Linked DNA regions of Mus musculus: region 2 is linked to region 1. A link is a contact called in public HiChIP or PLAC-seq data. All regions are on one chromosome and are shown on one strand. Each heading gives the region's core, a stretch centred on a gene start, on an enhancer-like site or on the middle of the called end of the contact. The rest is flanking DNA. Distances are from core to core; before and after follow the strand shown. Region 1 has its middle 16 kb from the start of Bak1. Region 2 holds the start of Nudt3 (nudix (nucleotide diphosphate linked moiety X)-type motif 3).

The links. HiChIP or PLAC-seq counts read pairs in DNA pulled down with a chosen protein or histone mark.
Region 2: an H3K4me3 HiChIP or PLAC-seq map of bone marrow-derived macrophages shows a contact between it and region 1, with 11 times the contacts expected there. The contact joins the promoter of Nudt3 here to the enhancer-like site in region 1. A contact is called at or near these places in 6 of 39 promoter capture datasets (the C10 cell line, embryonic stem cells, hippocampal neurons and 2 more), 1 of 15 datasets of contacts at CTCF or cohesin (the NIH/3T3 cell line), 2 of 484 Hi-C or Micro-C datasets (embryonic stem cells and large pre-B cells), 15 of 115 datasets of contacts at active chromatin or transcription factors (SST interneurons, bone marrow-derived macrophages, craniofacial prominence and 12 more) and 2 of 9 other capture datasets (embryonic stem cells and liver).

Annotation. Positions count from the first base shown.
Region 1 is chr17:27,009,366-27,015,916 of GRCm38.p6, reverse strand. No RefSeq gene overlaps it. Among named protein-coding and RNA genes, the nearest start is that of Bak1, 16 kb to the left of the region's middle. Within about 2 kb of position 3,801, at least 126 of the 459 cell types and tissues checked have an H3K27ac peak or open chromatin away from gene starts, as enhancers often do. A contact at or near this core is called in SST interneurons, bone marrow-derived macrophages, effector CD8 T cells and 3 more, where this site is marked.
Region 2 is chr17:27,619,268-27,625,818 of GRCm38.p6, reverse strand. Nudt3 (nudix (nucleotide diphosphate linked moiety X)-type motif 3) reads left to right here and starts at 2,367. Exons shown (of 5, transcript NM_019837.2): 1 at 2,367-2,732. The coding sequence starts at 2,634.

The DNA.
Region 1 (6,551 bases), core at 2,552-5,051:
TGTGTGTGTGTGTGTGTGTGTGTGTGTGTGTTGGTGTAGAAGAGGGCATCAGATCTCCTGGAACTGGCTCTAAACTGCCCAACATGGGTACTGGGAACCTAACTGAAGTTCTTTCCAAGATTAGCAAATGCCTTTAACCTCTGAACCATCTGTCCAGCCCTGAGAAACTGTCCTTTTAACATGTCACACCAGCCGGGCAATGGAGGTGCACGCCTTTGATCCCAACACTTGGGAGGCAGAGGCAGGCGGATTTCTGAGTTCGAGGCCAGCCTGGTCTACAAGAGTGAGTTCCAGGACAGCCAGGGCTACACAGAGAAACCCTGTCTCAGAAAACCAAGCTAACAAAAATGTCACATCAACAGCTACTTACATAACTTCGATAATTTTAAAGTTGTATTCTTCAAAGGATCAAATAAAAAGTTGTTATATGTATCACTTACAGGGGAGACATACATGCAATCAAGACATGTGGAAGTCAAAGGACACCTTTCTTTCCATTACTCGGTATCAGAGTATGGTGTGCAGTTTCTACAGCTGGTGCCTCTATCCACTGAGCATGTCAGCCCTCAACAGGATTCTTTTTTTTTTTTTTTTTCTTTTTTGGTTTTTCGAGTTAGGGTTTCTCTGTATAGCCCTGGCTGTCCTGGAACTCACTTTGTAGACCAGGCTGGCCTCGAACACAGAAATCCACTTGCCTCTGCCTCCTGAGTGCTGGGATTAAAGGCATGCGCCACCACTGCCTAGCTTTAACAGGATTCTTAATCTTTTTCTCTTTGTTTTTGATACAGGGTCTCTATGTAGACCAGGCTGACCTTGAACTCATAGAAATCCACCTGCCTCTGCCTCTTAGTGCAGGGGTTAAAGTAATCCTGTTTGCCTGTTTATGAGATTCTCTTTATCTGTCACTGTTTAGGTGGCTTTCCCTTCCCATGTCCTCATTTTTCCTTCCTCTCCTGCCTCAGTTTCTTCCTTTGCCATTGGAATGGAACTAATAGTGTTAATAGTGGTGACTTTCTATTAGGACAAAGCTAGACTGGTCGTCGTCGTCGTCGTCGTCATCATCATCGTTGTCATCATTGTCATCGTTGTCAAACACAACAGGGCTTTATGCTACTCAATCCGGCTGTGAACTGATTACATAGTCAAAGCTGGTGTGGCACTCCTGGTCCTGCCTCTAGTCTCTCACCCAGGAATAGATATGCGGGGTGGCACAAGGGACCCCAAAAGCTGGGACACCAAACCCAGCCTACTAATTTATTTTTGGTTAAGACATGGTTTCACACTGTAATCCAAACTATTCCGGAAAGTCATGGCAGTCCTTCTGCCTCAGTTTTCCAAACACTGAGGTGACAGGTGTAAGCCAGCACACCTCCCTATAGATTTTCTGAAGTGCTGGCTCCCATGTTAATTAACATCGACCGTGTAACACAGTGACCTGGGGAACTTACCCTGAAGTCTGTCCCTTTATCCCTGCATTTCCTCTGAGAGCCATAACACACATGGTTCCAGAGTGTTAGAGTCATGGCGAGGGAACGCCATGGCAGTACATCTGGCAGCACACCTGGCAGCAGGTGTGGGATTGCGGCAGCAGCTGAGTGCTCACACCTTATCCATAAACAGGAGGCTGAGAGGGGGCTAACTGAGAATGCTGTGGGCTTTGAAAGTTCAAAAGCCCAGGTCAGTGAGGAGGCCACCCTGCTAATCCTTCCCAACAATTCCACTAGCTAAGGGCCAAGCCCATGGCGGGGGGGGGGGGGGCGGCAGGACATCTTCATTCAAGCCTCCACAGCTCTCCTCCCCCTCATCAGTCCCTGGCAAGAGCCCTCCATCCACCTCTGGCTACTCTGGATCCTTCCCATGAGAGAGCTGCATAGTATAGCCCACTTTACATGAGTGGCAGGTCAGGTCGCACCAGGGTCTCACCTCAGTCCCAGAACTCTCAGTACAGAGCTGGCCAGGGTACATCTATAAATCCTCATTTGTGATCTCAGCTTTGGAGAGTGAGGCAGGAAGATCAGGAGCTCAAGGCCAGCCTTGGTGACAAAGTACATCCCAAAGAAAAGGAAGAGGAGGAGGAGGAGGACAAAGAGGAGGATGCTCAGTGACACAGTAAGGCCCGGGAAGAGGGCAAAGGCCTGTGCATTCCCGGTGCCCACCAGGAGCAGGAGAGATGGCTGACAGCACTTGACCCTGCAGAGCACCTAAGTTGGGTTCCCAACTACCTGTAACTACAGCTCCAGGGGATCTAACACACTTCTGGCCTGCTCAGGCATGGTCACACACCTGCAGATACCCACAGATATAAATACATCTTTAAAAAGAAAGAAAGCTGGACATGGTGGTGCATGACTTTAATCCCAACACTCAGAAGCCAAATGCAGGCAAATCTCTGAGTTCAAGGCCAGGCTGGTCTACATATACATAGTGAGCCCTAGGCCAGCCAAGCCAACACCACATAGTGAGACCCTGTCTCATAAACAGAAAGGATGAAAGGAAGGGAAGAAGGGAGGGAGGGAGGGAGGGAGGGAGGAAGGAAGGAAGGAAGGAAGGAAGGAAGGAAGGAAGGAAGGAAGGAAGGAAGGATGCTAGCCTGTTATTTGAGAGACTGAGGCAGGATTGTGAATCCCAGCCCAGCCTGGACTACAGCATTCAATGCTGTCTCAAAAATAGAACATTCTGAGCATGAAGGTGGTGCCTGCATGTAGTCTCTGTGTTGGATAAGAGATTTCCTCACTGCCTTTCTCTCTCTCAGAAATCAGGCCCTCCCCTCCAGCAGCCTCTGCTGGGACAGGGTTGATAAATGGGCTCACAGCTTTCCCGGAGCTCAGTCATCTCCCTCCCACTTGCAGCTGTGAACAAGCCCAGCCTCCCTGACACTTACACTGAGGACAACCTCGAATTATAACTTGACTTTTGTCTACTGTTCTCTTGCCTTGTGACTCCTGGCCCGTGGGCTAGGCTGGGCTAAATCACGTGATGTGAGATCGCCTCCTCTTACTCGGAACCTTATGGGTCGGAAACCCCTTTCATCTTTCAGAATTAAAGGCTCTCTGTCCCTTCAAGACTCCATTGTGAGTGTGGAGAATCGGCTGCAGTTAAGAGCGATTGTGAAGGTCCTGACTTCAGTTCCCTGCATGCACATTAGGGGGGTCACAGCTGCCTTGTACCCCCAGCTCCAGGGGCTCTGACTCCCTCTTCTGACCTCTGAGGGTGTCTGCGCCCACATGCGCACATAATTAAAAACAAAATAAGCTTTAAAAATACAATAGCGCGCTGTTGATAACGCAGCGCCCCAACTCTAACACCAGTCAGAGCTGCCCAAGGTCGTGGGGTCTTTCCTAATAATGCTCACTGCTCACATCAGCTCCTCTCTACTGTAACCAGGGTTTCTGTGGTAAGCCACAGCAACCAACTCATCAAAGGATCAGTAATTCAAGGCTATCCTTAGCTACGCATGAGTTGGAGGCACCCTGGTGACAGGAGACCCCATCAGAAACACACACACACACACACACACACACACACACACACACACACACAAACACACACACACATCCGCACGTGGATGAGAAGCACGGCTCCTTCCTTCCTGTTTTGCTGCCCCGTCCTTATGTCTTGAGCTGTAAATCTCCCACCCCCCACCCCCACTACAACCACCACTTATTGTGCCTGCATGTTCTTAAAGTCTCCACCAGAAGTCCCTATTTCTGTCAGGTGGCGCTGTTTCAAACTGTGGAGGAAAGAGAGGTCTAGCTGGCCACCCTGGGTGTGGGTGGGGCTTCAGGGTGATGGGCAGGCAGGCTCTACTTCCTGCCCTAGATCCCTACTTCCTGATATGACCTGCTGCTTCACGTGGCACCTGCTGTGGTGGTGAGGCCATCCCACTGCCAGGGTGGGCTGCATCTCTCGAACCCCGATCCAGAATTTAGCTTTCCCAGTTTGCTTCTTTTGGGTGTTTGGTGACAGTTCCGAGTCTATACTAAGGCACTGTGATGTCTCCAAAGGGAAACCATCTTCCTTTTGGGACCTTCTCTTTTGGCAATATCTACCCTTTCACTTTTATCTTGTTATTTTGGCTTTTAGATACAAGCTCTTTCTCTGTGGCCCTGGCTCTCCTGAAACTTGCCCTGTAGCCAAGGCTGGCCTCAAATTCTCAGAGATTCACCTGCCTCTGCATCACAAGCGTTGGGATTAAAGGTGTGCACTACCATGCCTGGTGCTCTCTCTCTCTCTCCCTCTCTCTCTCTCTCTCCAAGGTCTCACTCTATAGGCCAGCTTGTCCTGGTCACATTATGTAGCTCAGGCTAGCCTTGAACTCTTCCATCCTATCTACCTCTTACCTGAGCACCTAGATCATAGGCACCACACCCAACAAGAACACTTTTTTTTTTTTAGTGTTCTTTACGTAGTTTTACATTATACTTAGGAACTATAATGAATTTTATTCTTAACCGATTCTCTATTGTTGGCCGTTTATGTAACTTCCAAGCTGTTAAAATTAACCAGCATGCCAATTTATGGGAAGTCTATCTGGCAAGTAAGTAAAATCATCCTGCAAGTTGTCTCACATTGTTCCCCCACGAGGAAGCACGCTGGACTGGAGAACTCAGACGTTCCTGATTGGTCCTAAGGCCAGACGTCAGCATCTGAGGGACTGTCTGTAAGTGTGCTGGGCCGAAAAAACAAAAACAAAAACAAACAAACAAACAAAAAACCCCCAGCCAGGCGTGGGGGCGCACACCTTTAATCCCAGCACTTGGGAGGCAGAGGCAGGCAGATTTCTGAGTTCGAGGCCAGCCTGGTCTACAGAGTGAGTTCCAGGACAGCCAGGGCTACACAGAGAAACCCTGTGAAACTCAGAAATCTGCTTGCCACTGCCTCCCGAGTGCCGGGATTAAAGGCATGCGGCACCAAGCCCAGTTGCTGAGGTGGAACACTGTCAGCGCCCTCTTTGGGTGCCATCTTGCTGAGTCTTACCGAATCCTGAAAACCAGATCCAGGCTTTGTGCACTACAAGTAGCTGCTCCACCAACAGAGCTACAGTCCCGTCATGGCTCCCAGTAGCCTACGATTCTATAATGCAAGGACCCCCTCCTGCTCCCTGCTCCAGCCCTCACCTGCACCATCAGAACTGATGCTGGTGTGCTGTGCCACAAAGTCACACACTCCTGTGATCCCAGCATCCAGATAACTGAGGCAGGGGGCTCTCTGTGAGTTTAAGGCCAGCCTGGTCTACACAGAGAATTCCAGGACAGCCAAAGCCATGCCCGCCTAAACATGTAAAAAACAAGGAAGAGCATGGGGTGATTCGTGGGGAAAGATATTTGCCTCCAAGCCCCAGAATCCTTATTAAGAGACAGCTGACCCCCATAAGTGGTCCTCTAATCACGATGGCACTTGAGCGTACACACACATACTCACACACACATACTCGTCAAACTTGAGCATCTGAGCCGACCTAGAGGAAGAATGGGATGAGCCATCACAGAAAGAGGCACCTTGTGTGTGTGGCCACGGGGTGTCCAAAGAGGGTAAAAGTGTCCTTCTTCCCATCCTTTATCCCCCAGTTTCACCCTCCCCCCATCACTAGATAGGAGAGAAAGAAGAATGCGGGGGGGGGGGGGGAGGAGGAGGGGGAAGACAGAGATCCTTAAATCTAATTTCCTTCTTCTTGTTTCTTCTTTGAGCATGACCACTAACACACTGAAACCAACCTCCCTCCCCCAAATGACCACCAACCACCACTCTCCACCTTGCAGTGGGCGGGGATGGAGGTGGGGGTCCTACCATTTATCTACACAATCCCAAACATCACACAATCTCAGACACTGTCTGCAGCTGGCAAAACCGTGCCTCTGGTGGAGCACGGCATAAATCACAGTCAGCTGCTGCGAAGCAGCCCCATTTCCCCACACCTGGGTTAAAACAAAACCATATTCGTATAATATTTGGGTCTTGTTTTGTTTTGTTTGTTGTTTGTTTGTTTTTTAAACCACAATTCCAGAATTCTCACTACAGGCAGGGCTGGAGAGGGTTGAATGAGGTTTCTGTGAAGCAGTTTTGGAGACCAGGGAGCTTGCCCTTGATAAGAGGGTGGGGGATCTCTGTGTGTTGTGTTAACAGGTCTGAAATGGTTCCTCTACCCCAGGGCCAAGCCCATGTAGAAATGGCTGAACAACGCTTACATCAGGAAGTGGCTAAGAGGCTGCCAGACCTGCCCAGGTAGCCTGCTTTTCAGGGGCAGGAGGCACAGCTCTGAAGTTCAGAACACTCACTGCTCCTCGAAGTGTTCAGTTCCCAGCACCCACACCTGTTGGGATCGCCCTCTTGTGCTCTGGGTAAAGCTTGTCTTCATATTATTCAAATGTTGATTTCTGTACGGGCGGAGTGTTCAGTACTGTCTGATCTTTGGTGTTGTTATTCCAATTGCTTAGCACTTGCGTCATATTTCGTAAATATTTTTCTCCATCACCTTCCGATTGATTTGATAAAAAAAAACTGGTGACTTATAGCAGAGCCCTCCAGAGGAAAGGCAAAACAGTAGAGACTGG
Region 2 (6,551 bases), core at 1,118-3,617, 610 kb before region 1:
TCCCTAAATCTCTTTATCTCCTTCCTTAGTAATTTTTTTACCCAGTTGGCTTAGAGTGTAGCTGCTTTTGTTCCTTTAGATTCGTGAGGCTCCTCATGTAATTCCCTTTGCATAGTTGAGAAATTATATATTTTTAAGTCTTGTATTTAGAGCTCTTTCCCGTAGCCTTAAGGGCTGTCCTGAAGGCCCCACTGTTTACTATTTTGTTAAGACATAGCCACACCCTCAACTCCCGGGCTTGTGCTGTTTCTAATTATCATGGAGTCATTAACGTTAGCAGGGAGGACATCCCTTGGAAGGAAAGAGTCTTCCACTGCTAGTACTGGTTCCAGAAAATATGCATGTTATTACACAGATAAGCCTTAAGTCCACAGCAGTCATTGACATTCATGAAGGCTCACACCGGGGCCCTGTCCCAGGGGCAGGAACCCTGTCACTTTGTCCCCACCAAGGTTACACCAGGCTCAGCAAGGGACTAAGAAGGGTCCTGGGTAAAGCAACATTTATGGAAGCTATAAATCAAATGGGACTCTCAAATTCTGAAGAGTATCCACAAGAAGCATCAATAGGCATAATTCTAGTTTGTTATGTCTGTCTGTGTGCAGTGCCTACAGAATCCAGGTGTTGAGACTGGAGTTACAGGTGGTGGGGAGCCACCTCATATGGGTACTAAGGACCAGACTGGGATCTTCTTCAAGACTAGTAAGTGTTCTTAACTGCTGAGCCCCTTTGGGACGGGGTTTCATGTAGCCTAGGCTAACCTCAAACTTGCTGTGTAACCACAGATGGCCTTGAATTCTTGATTTTCCTGCCTCTGTCTCCACAGTGCTTGGATTACTGCCATTGCCTAGTTAATTTGGAATCTAGAGTTTCATACAAACTAGGCAAATTTCAGTTTTAAATTGTATTTAGCTATTACTGATAACGCCCAGTGCTTTCTGCTTCCTGGACACTTGGACATTTTCAGGCGCTCCTATCCCTGAGGCACCTTTTCAGCCAGACTTTTTACATTTTTACTTTATTGGTGTTTTGGCTGTATATATATCTGTGTGAAGGAGCCAACAGACAGTTGTGAGCTACTCTGTATGGTACCATGTGAACTACCATATACTGGGAATTGAATCAGGGTCCTCTGGAAGAACAGCCAGTGTTCTTAATCACTGAGCCATCCCTCCAGCCCCTTCATTTAGTTTTTAAAGAAGTTAGAATATGTGTGGACACATATGTCATAGAGCACATGTAGCGGTGAAGCTTGTGGGAGTTGGTTCTCTCCTTTCGCTATGTGTGCCAGGGATCTAGCTCAGGTGGTCAGGCTCCATGGCCAGTGCCCTTTTAAACTGACACATCTCTTGGGCCCCTCTAGATTATTAATGAAGTATACTACATACAAGATGATTAAAACAGGTAACGGGGACCCGTCAGATATCCCAGAAAGGTCATTTGCAGCCAGGCCTGACCACTTAAATTCAGTCTCCTGGTCCTCTGTGGTGGGAGAAAATGGATTCGTTTAAGTTGCCCTCTGACCTCACAGAAGCAATCATGGCGCACACACCTGTCCCCACAAACGTACGCTGTGCGCTTTGGGATTTATTTATAAATCTTGAATATCTTGACAGAATTTTCTAAACGTTTAGCACACGGTAATGGTGCCCGTTTTGTTGCAGGAACGCTGTAGCCCACTTTCACGTCCTCTAAGAGGGTCATCCCAGTGTTATAGTCACGGCCAGAAACCATATTTCATGATTTACGTACGTGTGCTGTGCACACTCTTACAGTCTCTCCCTTTCTGCTCCTGTTTAAGAGGATGGCGTTCTCTCTTTTCTTTCCTTCCTTTTTTATTTTCTTTTTTGCAGTGCTGAGGTTCGAACCCAGTCCCTCAAGCATGTCGCCAGGCAAGTGGCAGCTTTTGCCTTTTTTGCACAAATGGCTGCAGGACGCACATATGTCCAGACAGCTACCAACTGACCGCAAAGAGCAGCCCCGCCCCGCCCCACTCCTGATCCCCAGCAGCTAAGGTTGACAGTCTGCGGCGAGGGACAGCAGAGCGGCGCTGTCACTCTCCCTGTCATCTGAGCGGCGCGACCTTGGATCGGGCTGGGCCGCTCAGCCGGTGACCTTGGGCGGGCCCCTGCTCTCTGCCCAGCGGCGCCCGGGACCGTGGGGTCGCGGGTGGTGCCCACGCGCCGCGCCTCACCCGGCTTCCGCCATCCCCAGCCCTACGCTGTCTGCGTAGCAGCCGCGCCAGCTTCCGCGGCCTTCAGTGCAGACGCTCTCCCGCGCCGGGCGCGATTCCGGAACGCCGTCCGCGCTGCGCACGCGCGGCCGTCCGGCGAGCCCGCGTGCCTTACGCAGCTGACGCAGCGCGTCCAAAATGGCGGCGCGGTCGTCGTCGGGGGCGGCGGCGGTAGAGGGGGCGGTGGCGGTGGCGACGGCGGCCGTGACGGCGGCGCAGGGCCTGGGCCGGGGGCAATGAGGCTGTCCCGCCGCGGAGCCGTGTAGCGGACACACAGACCCTCCTCCCCGCCCTCTCGATCGAGCCTGGGGCGCGCGCGCGCGCGGCCGCCCGCCTGCAGCAGGCTCCCCTTCCCTGGACTCCGAGGCCCCGCACGGCACCCCCCACCCGGGCCCGGAGGATGATGAAGCTCAAGTCGAACCAGACCCGCACCTACGACGGCGACGGCTACAAGAAGCGGGCCGCGTGCCTGTGCTTCCGCAGCGAGAGCGAGGAGGAGGTGAGGCGCCCTGCCGGGGGTCGGCGGCGCCCGACGGGGTTTCCTGGGGAGAAGGGGGGGTGGGGAGCGGAGTGGAGAGGGCCCGGGGCAGCGGGATGCCATCCCGCGGCGGGCCGTCGGGGGTTGGCCGCCGTTCGCCCGGGGCAGTGGCTAGGCAGCTCGGCGCTCGGCACACGTGCATGGGGCGCAGGCCGGCCTTTGTGGCGGAGCGGAGGGCCGCTCCCTCCCTCCCTCCCTCCCCGCAGGGTTGCTGCTGGCCGAGGGGAGGTGGCTGCGGGCGAGCACTGGCAGCGACAAGCCGGGGCCAGCCGTTCGATTCTAACGTTGAGCTGCTGAGTCCGTATGGTTGGAGCCTGAAAAGAAAGGGCACTGGACACGGTTGTCGTCGAGGTTGTTATTCATATTGACCGGAACACTTCACGACCATCAAAAGCTGTATTTATGAAGATCTCTGTCCCGACGTTTCTCTGCTGTGCCCAATAGGATGAGTCGTAGGGTAAGCTAGGATAATAGAACGTTTTAGAGTCTTGTTCCTTTTTCCTTAAGGAACTTAAAAAAAAATTTTTTTTTCGGCTTCACAAAGCCGTTTCTGTGGTGATGAAGCGAGATTCATGAAAGGCGCGTGGTTTGTAAATCCACAAAGAATAGCTGCTTTGGAAATTCATAAAATGCCTGTGGGGACACATTGCTGTCGTGTGTGTGCATGGTGGTAAGATGGCAGTTCGCTTGAAAACAATGAAGGGCAGTGAAACTGAGTATGTTTTATCCCGGCCCTCGGCGGTGGGCTGGGGTGGCAAGCCTGCAGTACGGTGCATCGTGTTGAAATGGGCGACAGGAACTTGACCCGTTAGTTATGAAAGGCTCTGATGAAAGGGAGGATGGACTACCAGGAATCACTGTCCGGTAGATACTCAGGAGGAGGAAGAGGAGGAGGAGGAGGGGGAATTTAAATGAAATGACGGCCTGAAGAAAATCCGTGAAAGCATTCTTTGTGCTGTTGAGGGATTGCAAAACAGGAGTTTTGGAAATGTATACTTTGTTACTTTCCTTCATTACCAAAGGTCCCCGAAAGACGCGCTTTGTAAGTAAGCAAGGTCAAGTTTTAAATGATGCGCTGGCTTTGGAATACGTGAGGTAAAACTGTCTATGGTGAAGGCTGTTCTAGAAGCTTTGTTTTCTTCATTATCATATGGGAAGTCAGATGGGATCTGGGCTGTTAGCGGGAGGAAAAGGAATTAGCATAATGACATGCCTCACTGCAGTGCTGTGGTTAGGTCTGGCCAAGTTTAAAGTAGAAGGCTGTGTAATTTAGTCATGAACACTGCAAAACCCTTTGTTTTAAGAAGATCATCCTAGAGGTGAAAATGTGAATATTTTGGATAAATACTAGAAACTCAAGATCCTTAACAAAGGAACAACCGATTTTCTAATTTTGGTTAGAAGTTTTACAATGGACTGGCGGCAGTTTGGCCACCTATTGCCTTGTGTAGGTCAGACCAGGGGTAGGACTGACTTGTTTTGTTTTTTTAGGAGCTTAAGATTTTCAGCTGTTAGAAGGAGGATTAAAGCGTCTGCTCCGTGGTGGGGTTGCCTTTACTGAACTTCTCTTTGCATATTGGTTAATGAGCAGGACAGTTGTGCGACTCTTGAATGATAGGTTCAGTGGCTGCTCAGAGTTTGGTAAGAACAAGAATGTTAGCGGACCTGGCTGGCTTTGGACTTGTTCTGTTCAGCGCAACAAGCAGGCTTTAACTGAAGTGCCCACTAAGGCGCAGCATCTGTTAGATGGGATTTACAGATGCACACCCATCTATCCCGAGGGGATTTTGGTAGTCTCTTAGTCCGGAGGGATTTTGGACCACAAAATAATCTCTAAGGTATTGTTTAACTCCCAGATTATATAATTGTGTTGGAAGGGAAGTGATGTGTTAGTTCCAGGGAAACTTCTATGTTCTCAGTAGCTGTGCCAGAGATTGAAGTGAAGTGTTGGCTGCTACCTCTGTGGGGAAAGAAATTCTCACTGGAGTGGGCACTCAGTCCAATTTTATGTTTTTAATGGGCGCTATGGCTTTAATCAAAAGAGACACATTCACAGAGTATTACTAGCACAACGCAACAATAATGTGTTAATATGACCTTGATTTTTAAATATAAGGAGCCAGTGTCAAGAAACAGGCATATATTGTGAAGAAAGAGACTAAAACATTTTTAAAAAAGTGGACCAAAAATGTTCAGCACAGGAAGCTGACATAGTTCCAGGCCAAGCAGTGAGAGCGGCAGAACCCACCCAGGTCAGGACACAAGTCCTTAGCACAGTCACTGAGCGACACTGAAGGTGAGGTCTCTAAGGAAAAACAAGCTCAGAGCTGGGGGGTGAGGGGGACGGGATGGGACAGGTGAGGTTTTCCTTCCAAATTTGTGGCTGTTTTTCCTGCTGGTAAATTGAAATTAACAGGAAAAAAAAAAGTTCCGTGCTTATGGGTACTGCTAGCTGCCCCTGACATTTCTGTAACTGAGCATTCATGATCGCTGACACAGTTGCCAAGGAGCAGTGACATGGTGGCCTGAGTTACTGCTGTACTCAGCAGCTCTTCTCCCACCCACCCACCCACACACCCAAGTGCAATTTTGAAGACTGTTGTACGAAGTCCTGTCTCTCAGACTTGTCATGGTGGTCATTAATTCAACGGGAAACTCCAGTTCAGAAAGGATCCCTCCGTTGTGCAGGCGAGAGGGGGTGGCTTTAGAAACACTGCAGATGTGTTAAGAAAGAACTCACTGCTCAGTGACACACAGGGGCATCCTGGAGAGCTGAGCAGTGACTGTAGGACATCTCCCTCCTAAGTGGGTTTCAATTTTTATTCCATTTAGAGGCAAGACCCAAGAACAGGTCATTCATTATGTAGTGGCACAGGAAAGAAAATTAGCTTATAAGTCAGTACTTCATTTTGTTTTCATTTGGGTCGATAGTTGTTTTGAAGACACATTGGAATCCTGGGCTGGCCTTGAACTCCTGATCCTCCTGCCTCCACATCTTAAGTGTGGGACACTGCTCAGCTGAAATACTTAACTTTTTTCCTCTCCTTCAGAGCTGAGTGGGCATTCTATGCAAGTGCTCTGCCACTAAGCCATGCCCACAGCTCTGGTTTTTCAAGATGTATTTGTTTTATATGTATGAGTCCACTGTCTCTGTCTTCAGACACACCAGAAGAGGCTATCAGATCCCATTACAGATGTGGTTGCTGGGAATTGAACTCAGGATCTCTGGAAGAGCGGCCAGTGCTCTTAACTGCTGAGCCATCTCTCCAACCCTGCAGCTCTGTTTTTAAATTGAATTTTTGGCTCTACAAAGATTAGCAAATATACTTTTATGGTTTTTGAATCAGCCATACCCTTCAGACTGGGTAATGGCAGACCATCTTTGTCATATTCAACCTTGACTCTCCTAAAGCGGTCCCAGGGAGGTAGCTCTTCTTCCCGAGCTTTTGATGAGAATAGGAGATGTGTGTGCTCTCTGCCCTCCTAGTGAGAGGGCTAAGGGGTGTCTTTAGGAATGGACAGTGGGACTGGTGAGATGGCTCAGTGGGTAAGAGCACTGACTGCTCTTCCGAAGGTCTGGAGTTCAAATCCCAGCAACCACATGGTGGCTCACAACCATCTGTAACAAGATCTGACGCCCTCTTCTGGAGTATCTGAAGACAGCTACAGTGTACTTACATATAATAAATAAATAAATCTTTAAAAATGGACAGTGATGGACGCTGACCCGAGAAAGGTCATTGATGCTTCGTACGCACCAGGTGCCTGGGAGAGTCAGGG